2 separate regions of the Mus musculus genome follow, and region 2 is linked to region 1. The links are chromatin contacts, called in public Hi-C maps. All regions are on one chromosome and are shown on one strand. Each heading gives the region's core, a stretch centred on a gene start, on an enhancer-like site or on the middle of the called end of the contact. The rest is flanking DNA. Distances are from core to core; before and after follow the strand shown.

Region 1 (6,990 bases), core at 1,691-4,190:
ACAGGTGGCCACTAGCTAATCCTGCAGCTTAGTGTTCTTGTGCCCACCATCGCTGCTGGTACTGTGCCGGTACCTCTGCCCTCACCACCACTCCACTGTTTCTGGTGCTTCTATCTTCATCTTTTCTTCCTGTGTGTTACCGACATAGCACATCCTATTGAAAACAGGCAACAAGAGAAGCCTTTACCAGGCCTAATGTTGCAAAAGTAGGGGAGGTGTCAGGAAGGTGTCCCCAGCTACTTGTGCTGACAGAACAGCCAGAAAAATGGTCCTTGCCCTAATCACAGCAAATTTCTCAGATGAATAAAGATTGGCACTTGCACCAATCACAACAGTATCTCTTCTACTGGTCACAATAGTCCTATTAGACCATGGGGATAGTGTTCCTCCGCTGGCCTGGGAACAAATGGCTGCTTGTTCAGCAAGGCTTATGATAGCGAAAGACTGGGTATGAGTTATTTGAAATAGTCCTGACTGGGGCTGCATCTTCAGGAGACAGAGTAAAGAGCTGTGATCTCCATGTAATTTCTTCAGTGTCCCTGGAGTGTTCAAAATGGCCAGTGTTAGCAGAAGGTTGGTTTGTCTGGCTGCTTGACTGAAAGCCCCTTTGCTCATGGAAGCCAGAGACGCAAGGGGCAGACCAACAGCTGCTGAGTGGTGTCAAGTTGAATGGTCTACAGTTCTTCTCTTATCTGTAGGAAATGAACATCAGAATGATCACTTACAATATAAACCTAACTTAAGGTTGACACTAAATTTTACAACTTTTTACCACCTGCTCAGTGTTCCAGGGAAGGGTCAGTCCCTTCACCTGTGTCAGTTATTCTGGAAACCAGAAATACCATGAATTGTTAGAAACCATAGCAGAACAGCGAAAAGGGAGCCCGGCTCCCACAGAAGAGGACATATGGGTTTACAGCGAAATGCTTTTAACTGTTCTTAGTAGAACGCTTTCTAAAGATGCAAAGAGATCTCCATCTTAAACTGTCTCTATGGTGTGTTTTGGCGGTTGTAAGGTAGTTCGAGGCTGCTTATGGAGCTGTGAAATTAACCACAATTATATTGAAGACAAAGGGTTCTGGCATGGTTGAAAGGAGATGCAGACCTAGGATAGATAGGTTAGGTTAAAAGCTTCCTATTAGATTCAGAAATGTCAGTATAAACTCAAGGCATGCCTGGCAACTGAAAAGTTGGAAATAATGACCATCGAAAGAGCGAAGAGCAACTTGCACACAAGCATTGTGGCATCTAAATCTTGTTCTCATTGAAAGGTGCCTACACTATTCCAGGTCTGAGGCAGGAAGTGTGTAAGGTGAGCCCTGGTGGCCCCGAAGAACCGTGGAGCAAGCAAGAAGTTGAAGCCCATAAACCCTAAGAGCCCAGGGGTCAACTTGAGTGTGTAGTGAGTCACGTGATTGAAACATGTTCACTGAACTGAAGTCCATGGATCCTAATGACGCAGTACACGTGCACATACACACACACACACACACACACACACGCACAAACACACAGTGAAGTTACTAGTTACTAGTTATTGCTCAGGAAGCAGCTTTAAACATCATGCTAAACATAGGTTAAAGATGATAAAACTTACGATCTCAAGAAGGAACCAATACATTTTCTAGGCATTTGTATTAGAAATTCAAACACTGTCTGCAAGGGCTGTCCTGAATCCTGTGACCCTAAAATACACTTAGAAGTAGATGTAAAAGTTGCTGGTAGCCATGGGTGACAATTAGTTCCATTCCACCAGACAAAATGTCTTTACATTTGCATTTTTCCAGGAGTCATTCCAACTGATGTCCATTTTCTGTAGCTCAGAATGGTTTGAAATGGCATAATGACTATGAAGGGCAAAGGAGCCCAGAAGGGTGTACTAGGAACCATTGGCAGTCAGTATTTTTCACCTCTTTCAAAGTCTTTATCAAGTTTTCCTGACATGCTGCCTGCTTTTGATCATATTAGCCTTAGATCACTCTTGATTGCAAAAAGGGTATATTATGACTCAGCCTGGTTATCCACTCTATGGGGCTGATGAATTGGCTTCTTCAGTAAATTTTAAGGAAAAAAAACAGGAAGGTGAAAACCCATAGATATAAGATTTAGGAGGCAGGTGGTAGAGAATTGTGAGTTCGAGGCTGGACTGGGGTAAGTAGTGAAACCCTGTGTGGAGAGAAGAGAGGAGGGAGGAGCAAGGGAGGGAGGAGGAGGGAAGAGTCCTAACGGTTACACTGTATCCTGTGTGAGCTGACTCAGAGCAGGATAAGCAGTTCTAGAACTGGATACTAACAAGTGGTTACTTTTAACATCCGTGACAACAGTAACGCAGTAATATTTTCAGGAATGGCTCACAATTCTCTAGAAATACACACTGAATCATTTAGGGATGCGATTATACGGATTCCATTTATGGCGGAATATTCCCCATGGGCGAGGCACTGAGGGACAGCTGGCGCAGAGTTGGCTGATTCCTGAGGCTAGCTGACGAGTGCCCAGGGCCTCTTTGCATTTTCTCTTCTGCACATGTGCAAAATTTTCCACACTAAAAACGAAACAAAATCAATTTAACATCCTTCTAATCAATACAGCCCTCTCCCTCGGTTTTGTTTAATAAGTTCTGGCGTGTTCCCACTGAGTGCCTGGAATGTATAGTATTTTCAGGTTTAGCTTCTAAAATTAAAATTGTAGGTTCCAAAGAAAGTCGTGGTAACTTGCCGTGGTTTCTCAGTGCTTTCACTTTTGCTATTCAGGGTAATAGGAAGGTGACATCTTGAGAAACAATCACATTTCCCTCTAAAACATAAATATTGTTGGTGTAATTACTTCATTAAGCTAAAACGTCTGTAAAGCCAAGCCGTTTTCTCTCCTCGGCTCGCCGAGTGGGTAATCAATTTGTGTTTGGTTGGCTTCCAGATTACCTTCTTCATGCTGCTCTCGGCAGTGTGCGTGATGCTCAACCTGGCCGGCTCCATCCTCTCCTGCCAGAACGCCCAGCTCGTCAGCTCCCTCGAAGGCTGCCAGTTGGTGAGTAGTGAAGGTTTTCTTCCTGTGAAAACCTTCTGGAAAGGTCAGAGGCTGGGATGGTGCGGGGAGACGTTTAAGGGCAAATTGTACCATGTTCTTCACGTCTCAGGGAAACTCCTATCCGTTCATTAGCTTTTAGTAGCTTAGGGAATTTCAGTCACACTGGTTCCTGTCTCATGTCTATAAATTCCCCTGATTAGAACTTACGCATGTAAATTATTCCTTTTGTTTCCCCCCCCCCGCCCCCCCCGCCCCCCCCCGCCCCCCCCGCCCCCCCCCCCCCCCCCCCGTTGAGGCATGATCTCACCTAAGTAACCATGGCTGGCCTGGAACTCATTATGTAGAGCTGGATAGTCTCAGACTTTTGACAGTGTTCCCACATCTGCCTCCCAAGTCCTGGGATTGCAGACAAGCACTGACTGCAATTAGTTTCAACTCCCCACCCCTGTCCGAGTGTGTGCATGTGCGTGTGTGTGCTCGTGCATGCGCATGTACCTATGTGTGTGTGAGCATGAATGTGTGTGCCTGTGTGTGTATGTGTGTGTGGTGAGTATGAGTATGTATGTGTGTGCCTATATGTGTGTGTGCATGCACCTGTGTGTGTATGAGTGTGTGTGTGTGTGTGTGTGAGAGAGAGAGAATGTATGCTTCACAATTAAGGTTAGTGTTGCTATGATGAAACATTGCCAAAGCAGCCTGGGGGGAAAAGACTATTTGGCTTACATATCCCGAATCTCAATGCACTGAAGGAAGCCAAATCAGGAATTCAAACCAGGCAGGAACCTGGAAGCAGGAACTCATGCAGAGGCTATGGAGGGTTTCTGCTTACTGGCTTGCTCCTCATAGCTTGCTTAGCCTGCTTTCTTATGACACCCAGGCCCATCAGCTCAGGAATGACCCCACCCACAATGGGCTGGGCACTCCCACATCAATCACTAATTAAGAAAGTGCCCTACAGGTTTGACTACATACAGCCCAATCTTATGGAAGCATTCTCTCTCTCTCTCTCTCTCTCTCTCTCTCTCTCTCTCTCTCTCTCTCTCTCTTATATTTTCTTTATATACATTTCAAATGCCATCCCGAAAGTTCCCTATACTCTCTCCCCACCCTGCTTCCCTACCCACCCACTCCCACTTCTTGGACCTGGCATTCCCCTGTACTGGGGCATATAAAGTTTGCACTACTAAGGGGCCTCTCTTCCCAGTGATGGCCAACTAGGCCATCTTCTGCTACATATGCAGCTAGAGACACGAGCTCTCGGGGTACTGGTTAGTTCATATTGTTGTTCCACCTATAGGGTTGCAGACCCCTTCAGCTCCTTGGGTACTTTCTCTAGCTTCTCCATTGGGGGCCCTGTGTTCCATCTTATAGATGACTGTGAGCATCCACTTCTGTATTTGCCAGACACTGGCATAGCCTCATATGAGACAGCTATACCAGGGTCCCTCCAGCAAAATCTTGCTGGCATATGCAATAGTGTCTGGGTTTGGTGGCTGACTATGGGATGGATCCCCAGGTGGGAAGCATTTTCTCAATTGAGGTTTCTTCCTCAGATGACTATAGCTATGTCACATTGACATAAAATGGCCAACACAGTGTGTGGGGAGGGGGGGAGGGGGGGTTGTGCACTCACACCTTTGTGCATGTACATGGGTATGCCTGTGCCTGTTTGTAGGCACTCAAAAGATGTATGCGCTAGGAAAATTGGATGCAGTGTGGTGCACCTTAAAGAGGATCAGTAAGTGATTTGCTGAACAGAATTATCACCTCAAGGTAAGTCAGCTCATAATTCTACAACATCTTCTCTAGAACAGCAATTAAAGTGTATCTAGGAGCATCATGTGTGGGTGGAGTTAGACTCCTAGAAGGGCCATGGCTCCCAGGGGTAGGAGCAGGGGCAGGGGCAATGGCATTGCTTCATCTTGAAGACAGTGCTGGGCTCCCCTTTGGAGACATGTTACTCCCCAGCTGCTGGGCTGTTTGCTGTGCCCATCAGGGATCACTCTGGGAGTCGGGAGGGAAGAATATATTTCTCAGACAGGGCTGTGCTGTCTTTCCTCTTGTCCATGTTGCTTAGGCTCAAGGCAGAAAACTGGCACAGTTTTCCTCAGCACTAAGGAAGCTTCTGAGTTACAAAACCTATCTGTTGGGTCTTAGTCTTAACTCTTCTAGAGATCACAGACTAGGCTTCTTTCACTGTGACGATCACAGCACCATCCTCCCAAGGTGCTGTGTCCTCACAGTTACTAAGAACCCATGTAACCTGGATGCCATCTTTATCAGCATTGGAGACTGGCCATCTTGTCTCCATAACTCGGCATTCTCTTTGATCCTAAGTACTTCATGCAGTGGACATAAGATAATCTAGCTGTCTACAGGGAAGGGGGCAGGAGATTTCATTTGGCATTCTTATTTTCCTATGCAAAGCACTATGGGAAACCTAGGTGAAGTGGTAGTGCCTGACAGCCAGATAGAAGAGAAAGCTCACACAGTGTCGGGTCCCTCCAAGCCACCTTGTCAATCTCAGACCCACCCTGTTTCTTTCTGAACATCCCGAGCTGTAAGAAAGAACAGGAAAGCCAGCTCCAGTTTCCTTGTGCCTTCTCCCTCTGATGAGTGAAGGAGAAGAGCAATCATATGCACACAGAGGGCTGCACTGGCGTCCTCTCCCTCAGGTCTCTGGCTAGCTGGTGCTGTGGATGCATCACCATCTATCTCACTTAGAGGGACACGGTGTCTCTCTGCTCAGGCACATATAAGCCAGTCCTCATAGGCTGAGGGGTCATGGATGTGACATGGAGAGCTCTGGTTTTGGAGCCAAGGCCTTCTGCTAATGGGATCTGACTTTACACAATGCTCTTCTCTCCCCAACTTTCCTTCCCTTTACTTTTTTTTAAATGGATATTCTCTTTATTTACATTTATCCCTTTTCCTGGTTTCCCCTACAGAACCCCCATACCATCCCTCCACCCCCTGCTTCTATGAGGGTGCTCCTCCCACCACCACCCACTCCCGCCTCACCACTCTGGCATTCCCATACACTGGTGCACTGAGCCTTCACAGGGCCAAGGGCCTCTCCTCCCATTGATGACTGACTAGGCCATCCTCTGCCACATATGCTGCTGGAGCCATGGATCCCTCCATGTGTACTCTTTGGTTGGTGATTTAGTCCCTGGGAGCTCTGGAATGGGGAGGGTCTGGTTGGTTGATATTGCTGTCCTTCCTTCTCTTTCATATTGTATGTGATGACTACCTGCCCCCTCTGTTCTTCATAGAGTATTAAATGAGATAGAATTCTACAAAAATATGAAAACAGAATCTTTTTTCTACTGTAAGATAGAAAGAACTAAGTCCATCCCCAATCAGTGTACAGTATCTTCCCAGCCTTCTCTGTGCATACCACGTATACATATGTACAGCCGAGTCTGTATACAATGTAGAGTCATGTGTGCTCTACATGCTCCTTTGTGATTTGCTTTGTAATTGTCATAAATATTATTTCTCATTTTTTTAGAGCTAACTGAATTCAGTAGCATTCAAGAGGTAACTCACCAACTCAAAATCAGAAGCTGTGGTGATCAATATTGTCACCTTTACAAGGTTTAGAATCTCCTTTGAGACAAATTTAGAACATAGCCATGAGTGGAGTTTCTGGTTGAGAAGAGAGAACCACTCCTTTAATGTGAGTGGAGCCATCCTATGGTCTGGGGATCCAGACTGCATTAAGAAGAGACTGAGCTGAGCATTAGAGTTCACCTGTCTCTGCTTTCTGGTTGCTAAGTTATCAGCAGTCTCTGGCTTCTGCCACCATGCTTCCCCCCCCCCCCCAAGGTATTGTAACCTCAAACTGTGGGCCAAACTAAGCCTTCCTCTTTTAAGTTGTTTCTTGTCATGTATTTTGTTACAACAATAAGGAAAAGTGGTGGAAACAAGAAGTGTATAATGGATGATCAACCAACATGC
Region 2 (6,990 bases), core at 2,030-4,529, 430 kb before region 1:
AAAACAAGGGAAAAGGGAGAAAAGGGAAAAAGGGAAAGGGGAAAAGGGAAAAGGGAAAAGGGGAAAGAGAGAAAGGGGAAGGGAAGGGAAGGGAAGGGAAGGGAGGGGAGGGGAGGGGAGGGGAGGGGAGGGGAGGGAAGGGGAGGGGAGGGGAGGGAAAAAGGGGAAGGGAAGGGGAGGGGAGGGAATTGGAGAAATGGCTCAGCAGTTAAGAGCACTGGCTGCTCTTCCAGAGGACCTGGGTTCAATTTCCAGCACCCACATGGCAGCTCACAACTGTCTATAACTCCACCTCCAGGGGATCCAACACCTTCACACATATGTACATGCTGACAAAATATCAATGCACATGAAATAAGTCCCCCCTCAAAAGAAACCTCTGGTACCCTAGAGGAGAATGGATCTGTGTGGGGAGAGTTGTATAGATGTGGAGGAGTCGGGTTGTTGGCAAGCCACGTGGGCCCAGGTCTTCTGTTCCCTTATTTTGTCTAGTTCTTCTCAGCCATAGGTGGAGCATGACCGTTTCTGAGCGCTGTTGTTCTCATGCCTGTTTCTTCCTCCCATGGTCAGTATTTGCTTTGTGTATTCAGGGGTCCAGTGTTGGGAACACAAACACTGCTGTGTTTGCCTTATGGCCATTATGGTATTAACATGTCCTGCTCATGGTCTATGTGGACTATGAGGGCGGTGCGGTTCTTCCATCTTTGTTAAGGTCAGTTTATAGGGTGCATTTTCCTGTTCTTTGCTTTCAGTCTGCTGTTGGCTCTAAACTATGGCTCTCTACCAAGTACACAGTTTAATCTTGCCTTATGAGTTAGTCTACTTTGAGTGGAATTAGTTTAGCCATTCTAGCTTTCTTATGGCCCCTGTTCGCAGAGTAGACCTTCTGCAGTCCTGGTTTTCTATCTGTGTCTTTGAATCTCAAGTGCATGGAGTCCCTTGCAAATCATTTAGTTTGGTCTTTTGTGACTTAGTCTGTGTGGCAGTTAATCTCAATTGTCAACACGAAGGAGTTGGAATCACCTTGGAAGCAAATCTCTGGGCATGTTGTGAGGGGTTTTCTGAATTGGGTTAATTGAGGTGGAAACCCCTAGTGTAAATGTGGGTGGCACTTTGCATGGGCTGGGGTCCTGCACTGAATACAAAAAGAAGAAAGGGAAATGCATGTGAGCCCCGCGTCTGCTGCCTGACGGAGCACTGAGTCCCTCACACCCAGACAGGCCAACAATGTGGTCTGACTTCTGTCAACTATCTCTCCATTTATTAGTTTTAGGTCTTTTGCTGCTGTTCCTAATCTGTCATTTATCCTTTTTTATGTAAAATAAATATTTCCTAGTGTAATTTTTTTAATCCCCTCATTTTGCCAGGCATGATGGCACATGACTGTAAACCAAGCACTCAGGAGGCTGAGGAGTAGTTGTTAGAGCAGGTTGGGCTAGAGAGCAAAACCCTACCTCAAATACATAAATAAACTTGTTTACTTTTAACATTTTTTTAATACACACACACAAACACATGTATATACATATGTGTGTGTGTGTGTGTGTGTGTGTGTGTGTATTAATCAGTATGAATGCTCACTCCAGTCAACCTTGGATTCTCACTAAATGCATGAGATAGAGAAGCTGTACTCTGTGTGTGTATTTGCGTGCACGTGTGTGTACATAGGTATGATATTTCTGTGTGTTCATTACCGAGCTCATGTGAGGAGGTCAGCTGTCAGTTTTCGGTGCTAGTCCTGGGAGACCAGTGGGTCTTCGAGCTTTTGGAGATCTCCCTGTCTCTGCCTTTCATCGCCCATGGGTGAGCTGCGGCCACAGACGCTTGTACCGCTCTGTCCAGTTTTCGCTTGAGTTCTGAGGAGCCAAACTCTGGTTGTCAGCATGTGGCAGCATCGCCTGTGGAGGCACCTCCCCCGCCCCTCACGTGGATTTCAGTCACCTCTCGTGTCGCTTGGTGTTGGCCAAAGGACTCCCTTTAGGGTAGTTTGGAAGGATTTACTTGAGGTGAACCTTCTTCCGCTTTGCTCCCGAATGTTTCTCTGCTTCGCCTCCACAGAGAAGGCTCCACTAGGCTTTCCTTCAGCACCTCTCATCTCTCAGCTTCCGGGCCCCTCCTCCGCTGCTGCTGCAGCAGCAAAGCCAATGGTTCTTTGCTTGCTTTTGCCGAGGTTTGCTGCTGTATAGAGATTTGTCTTGGTCTCGCAGATGTTTGACTATGCTTGCGTCTAGGTATGGATCTCATGTTTATTCTACTTAGAGTTCGTTGTGCTTCGCTGATGTGTAAATTAGTGCCTCTCTCTCTCTCTCTCTCTCTCTCTCTCTCTCTCTCTCTCTCTCTCAGTGTGTGTGTGGGGGTTCTCTCTTTCTTGATTCTATTTTTATTCAGTTTCATCTCTTTCCTCCTTTCTTCTCTCACCTGAATCTGCCATAATACAATCTTTCTTCCTTTTATTTTTAGACAGATATCCTGCTGTGCAGACTAGGCTAGAGTTGAACCCATGGTCCTAGATCCTCCCTCTTTAGTCTCCTGAGTACCAGTAGTGCATGTGGCTTGGACTGGATGGTTTTTATTCATCTATTTTTTAGTTTTTATGCCAAGTCCGTGCTGTTGAACCTTCTAGTAAACACACACACACACACACACACACACACACACACACACCATTTCTATTTGTTGCTAGGCTGGATTCTGTGCTATTGTTGTTATAACCTTTCTTTAGCTCCCTAGCCATGATTTCCCTTAGGTCTTTGAACATACTTACAATGGCTGCTTTGAAGTCTTTGTCTAAAAGGCAGCATCAGAGCCCACCATCTGCTGGCTGCTACCCCAGCCTGCAAAGTGGGGGTCCCATTTTACTTGTATATCTCCAATTTTTGAAAACGGAACACTTAAGATATAATATTGTAGCAACTCCGAATTCTCTCCTCCACCCCCTCTTTCTCTTACATACACAGTATGTGGGGATTGTTGCTAAATTTATTCACTTGATGCTACCGAACAAACCCTACAGTCTCTGAATCTTGGTGCTTGCCACGGAGGTCTGGCCTTGTCTGTTTTGTCCATTGGGTGCCTCAGGATCAGCGATATGCTCAGCCAACGATGGAGCCATACACTAAAAAGGTCTTACAGCCCCCTGGGCTCCCACTGCTCTGCCTGGACTTGTGTGTGGTCTAGAGGACACGCCCCCCACCCCCCACCCCAGTGCAGGCACAACTCCTCACACTCAACCAGAGAAGCAGCCTGCCTTCCTGAGTGCGCTGCCTTACCCTGGCCATCTGTGTTTCTAGACAAAGGGGATGTAGGGAACGTCCTAAGTGTACCAAGGCCTAGGGCTCCCATTCCCTATCCCTCTGGTTGAGTTTCTGGCTAGTCTGTAGCGCTGATGTTTGTATAGCCAAATCATAATCTCAGGCTTGCCACAGTTTTGCTCAAGCTGTGGGTGATTGTGTCAGGTGGTTGTGGGGATTGCCTGCTCTTGGTTTGTTTATGATATTCTGTCAACTACCCAGCAGCCAATGCTGTGTTGATGAGCATGCCTCTGACAGGGCCCAGGCCTCCCACAGGCCCCTGATGCTCCCTCCTCAGCAACCCCCACCCCTCTCCCCACCCATACCTGGGAGGGAGACGGCAATGAGCAAGAAGCACATTAGTCTGATACGTTTACACCATGTCATCCCATCCAGTAGTGGCTGGGGCAGAGAGTTGCAGAAGAAGCAATCAGTGTGGCTGCCCCGAGCCCTGGTAACCCTTGGCTAACTGGGGAAACTGGCAAGGATGTGCCAATGAAGGTTCAGCCTACTGTGAGTCACACCCACCAGCCTGCCTGGACAGACTGCCAGCTAGTACAGATGCCTGCAGCTGTTGCCCCTCTAGGAAGCTCAAAGCCCTGTGCTATGGGTGCCAGAGAATCTGAATGGCCAAGAGTGCGAGCCATGTTCCAAGTCTGTCACAGTCACCATGAAAGTGACTAACAACCCCAGAGGGAAGCCAGGCCCTGTGTCCATGAGCACAGAGGCTCCAAGACATGACTCCCTAATTTGCTACACTTTGATTAAGCCCCACCTCCCCCCGAGACCACAGGCATCCTACCGTTTTCCAGCCTCTGAATTAAAAAAAAAAATTGAAACCTATTTAAAAAAAATTAAAACCTGTTTTTGACTTTTGTGTGCAAACAATGATATGTAGGTTCTTAGAGTCAAAACTCTGGATTTCGGGCCATTGTCTAATGGTCACTCGGTAGCGGCATCTCCTGTGTGCCTTTGTTAGGGAGGCTCCAAGGTTCTTTCCCTCCTCATTATGAACCTGAGATTAAATACCGGGCTTCAGGCCCAAGTGGGCCAATTTTGGAATGACCCAGAGTGTGATTGGCAGCCTTTAAAAAAATTAATTAACTGAGCTGTCCCCAATAGAGGAGCTAGAGAAAGGACCCAAGGAGCTGAAAGGGTTTTCAGCCCCATAGGAGGAACAACAATATGAACCAACCAGTACCCCCAGAGCTCCCAGGGACTAAACCACCAACCAAAGAGTTGCAGCCATGGCTACAGCTGCATATGTGGCAGAGGATGGCCTTGTCGGACATCAATGGGAGGAGAGGCCCTTGGTCCTGTGAAGGCTTGATGCCCCAGTATAAGGGAATGCTAGGACCAGGAAGCAGGAGTGGGTGGGTTGTTGAGCAAGGTAAGGGGGGATGGGATAGGGGGTTTTCAGAGGGGAAACCAGGAAAGGGGATAAATTTGAAATGTAAATAAAGAAAATGTCTAATAAAAAAGTCAATAAAAATTTAAAAAAAGAAAAAATTAATATTTTATCTATTCATTTTACATCCTAATATCAGCTCCCTGTCTCCTCCCAGTACCCCCTCATGCAGAACCTCTCCCTATTCCTCTCTTTCCTTTTCCTTTGAGAAGGGGAGCCTCCTTCTAGTATCACCCCCTGCCCCAGCCCCCATCCTCAGAACATCAGGTCTACTGCAAGACTAGGCACTGAGGCTAGACCATTTAGGGCAATGGGATCCACAGGCAGGCAGGCAATAGGTTCAGGGAGAGCCCCCTTTCCTGTTGTTGGGGACCAAGTTGCTCATGTGCTACATATGTACATATGGGCCTAGGTCCAGCCCATGCTTGCTCTTTGGTTGGCAGCCCTTTTAAGACAAGCGATTTTGAGAAGACATGAAGGGCCTGAGGAGAGCTGAGAATTCTGTCCACGTGGCTCATTCTCCAAGGGTGGCTTACTTGCCGGGAGATTCTCTTTCTGCTCACATCACTCAGTCTATTTTTTAAAAGGCAGCCTCAGAGCAAGCTACCCAAGTCAGGTATCCGGGAGGGGAGAGCGGGCCCGGGCAGACCTTGCCACTGTAAAACTGCAGCATCATCTCTGGGGGTGAGGCTTCAGCACCACGCCATCTCATCAGTTTCCTAGATGAGCCTTTCAACGACATCATCATTCTTGTCACCTTCCTGCAGTTTGAATCGCACCGCTGCGCTACATCCTACGCTAAAATCCTCCATCTTCCCCAGGGCGGCAGGATGATGGATTCTGTACAGATGGCAGCTGCTCCCCGTCTGCAAGCGGCCACTAGCAGGAAGAGGAGAAAAGCCAAACCCTGCTTCCCTGCTTGACAGCTCTGGCGCCTTCTTCCAGAAGCCTGGTATTACTGGGGCTAGGAAGATGGTGTCTCCAAATGAAGACTTCAAAGGCTCACGTTCTGTCTCCTGATGGGCATTGTCTTTTGAGATGAGCTAGAAACTAGAATGTCTCTTTCCTGAGGCAACCCCTTTCCAAGGAGCCAACTACAAAGCCCGAGCATGGCCCCCTGGAGCTGGGAGGGTAGCTCATGCCGAAGCCAAGAGCATGCTAGTTCCTGAGTTCAAGCCCATACCTCAAGGCAAACTCCTGCTGTTATCACACCTTTCTTTGTGAGAATTGTCAGAAAGCAATCCCCCTGGGTTATGCTATTTGATTGATGGTCATAAGACCCGCCTCTAGCCCCATTCCAGAAGGATCCTGCCCATTCTTAGAGAGGAATGACCCTGAGAGAGGTCACTATTACAGACTATGTGAAATCCCCTCATGTGTTGACCATTTGAGCCTCAGATGGTAGTACTATTTTAAGATGGCTGGAAACATTAAAAGTTTGAGGTAGGTGATTCCTGGGTATCTACTCTCCCCTTCTCTCCCTTTCCTTTATGCTCACCATGAGGGAAACAGTGCCCTCCACTTGTGCCCCATGAGCTCCACCCAGGCACATGGGGCCAAGCAGCCACCGACAGAACTCTTAACACTGTGAGTGAAGTAAACCGCTTTCCTTCAGGCTGTTCCTGTCAAGTAACATGGCCGCCGTGATTTGTAAAAACGCAACTCAGAAGAGTCAAGACATGCTGTGCTGGTTTGGATGAGGAATGCCCTGTATAGCCTTAAGCCTTTGAACACTTGGTTGCTGGGGTTAGGAGGCACAGCCTTGATGGAGGAAGTCTGTCACTGGGGACTGGCTTTGAAAACTTAAGGTATCTCCCTACTTCCAGTTTGCTTGCTCTGCCTTCAAGATGGGAACTGAGAGCTCCTGTCCCTGCTTCTGCCTCCTGCTGTGCCTCCCAGCCATGATGGTGATGGACTCTTACCCACTGGGATGGTAAGCCTAAAGAAACTATTTCCTCTATAAATTGCATTGGATATAGCACTTTAGCACAGTGACAGTAAAGTAACTGCCACACAGGTCTTTCTGGGTCCCCCCTCTCTCTGTTATATTAGATCACAACCTGTAAGTGGCTTGTTTCCAACCTTGCATCTACATGGTCGCCCAGGCTGCCCCCAACCTTAGCATAAAAATGAGCAGTTAGTCCATCCTGGGTCTTTCCCACCTCAATTCCATGTTACAAAAGACCAACCAAGTTAACCTTGTTTTCCTTTTATTGTCCTTGTTTCGTGAGAGGAGTGATGGTCATGACATTCTATGAAGGACATGTCTTTCCTTATTCCTACTAACTGTAC

What was found. Hi-C and Micro-C count contacts between places; a contact is called where the count stands out from the background.
Region 2: a Hi-C map of muscle stem cells shows a contact between it and region 1, with 2.4 times the contacts expected there. The contact joins two enhancer-like sites. A contact is called at or near these places in 2 of 484 Hi-C or Micro-C datasets (lens fibers and muscle stem cells) and 1 of 115 datasets of contacts at active chromatin or transcription factors (stem cell-derived neural progenitor cells).

Annotation. Positions count from the first base shown.
Region 1 is chr7:64,852,146-64,859,135 of GRCm38.p6, reverse strand. Fam189a1 (family with sequence similarity 189, member A1) reads left to right here. Exons shown (of 10, transcript NM_183087.4): 3 at 2,917-3,027. Among named protein-coding and RNA genes, the nearest start is that of Nsmce3, 17 kb to the left of the region's middle. Within about 2 kb of position 2,940, at least 34 of the 459 cell types and tissues checked have an H3K27ac peak or open chromatin away from gene starts, as enhancers often do. A contact at or near this core is called in muscle stem cells, where this site is marked.
Region 2 is chr7:65,277,965-65,284,954 of GRCm38.p6, reverse strand. No RefSeq gene overlaps it. Among named protein-coding and RNA genes, the nearest start is that of 1810049I09Rik, 68 kb to the right of the region's middle. Within about 2 kb of position 3,279, at least 12 of the 459 cell types and tissues checked have an H3K27ac peak or open chromatin away from gene starts, as enhancers often do. A contact at or near this core is called in muscle stem cells, where this site is marked.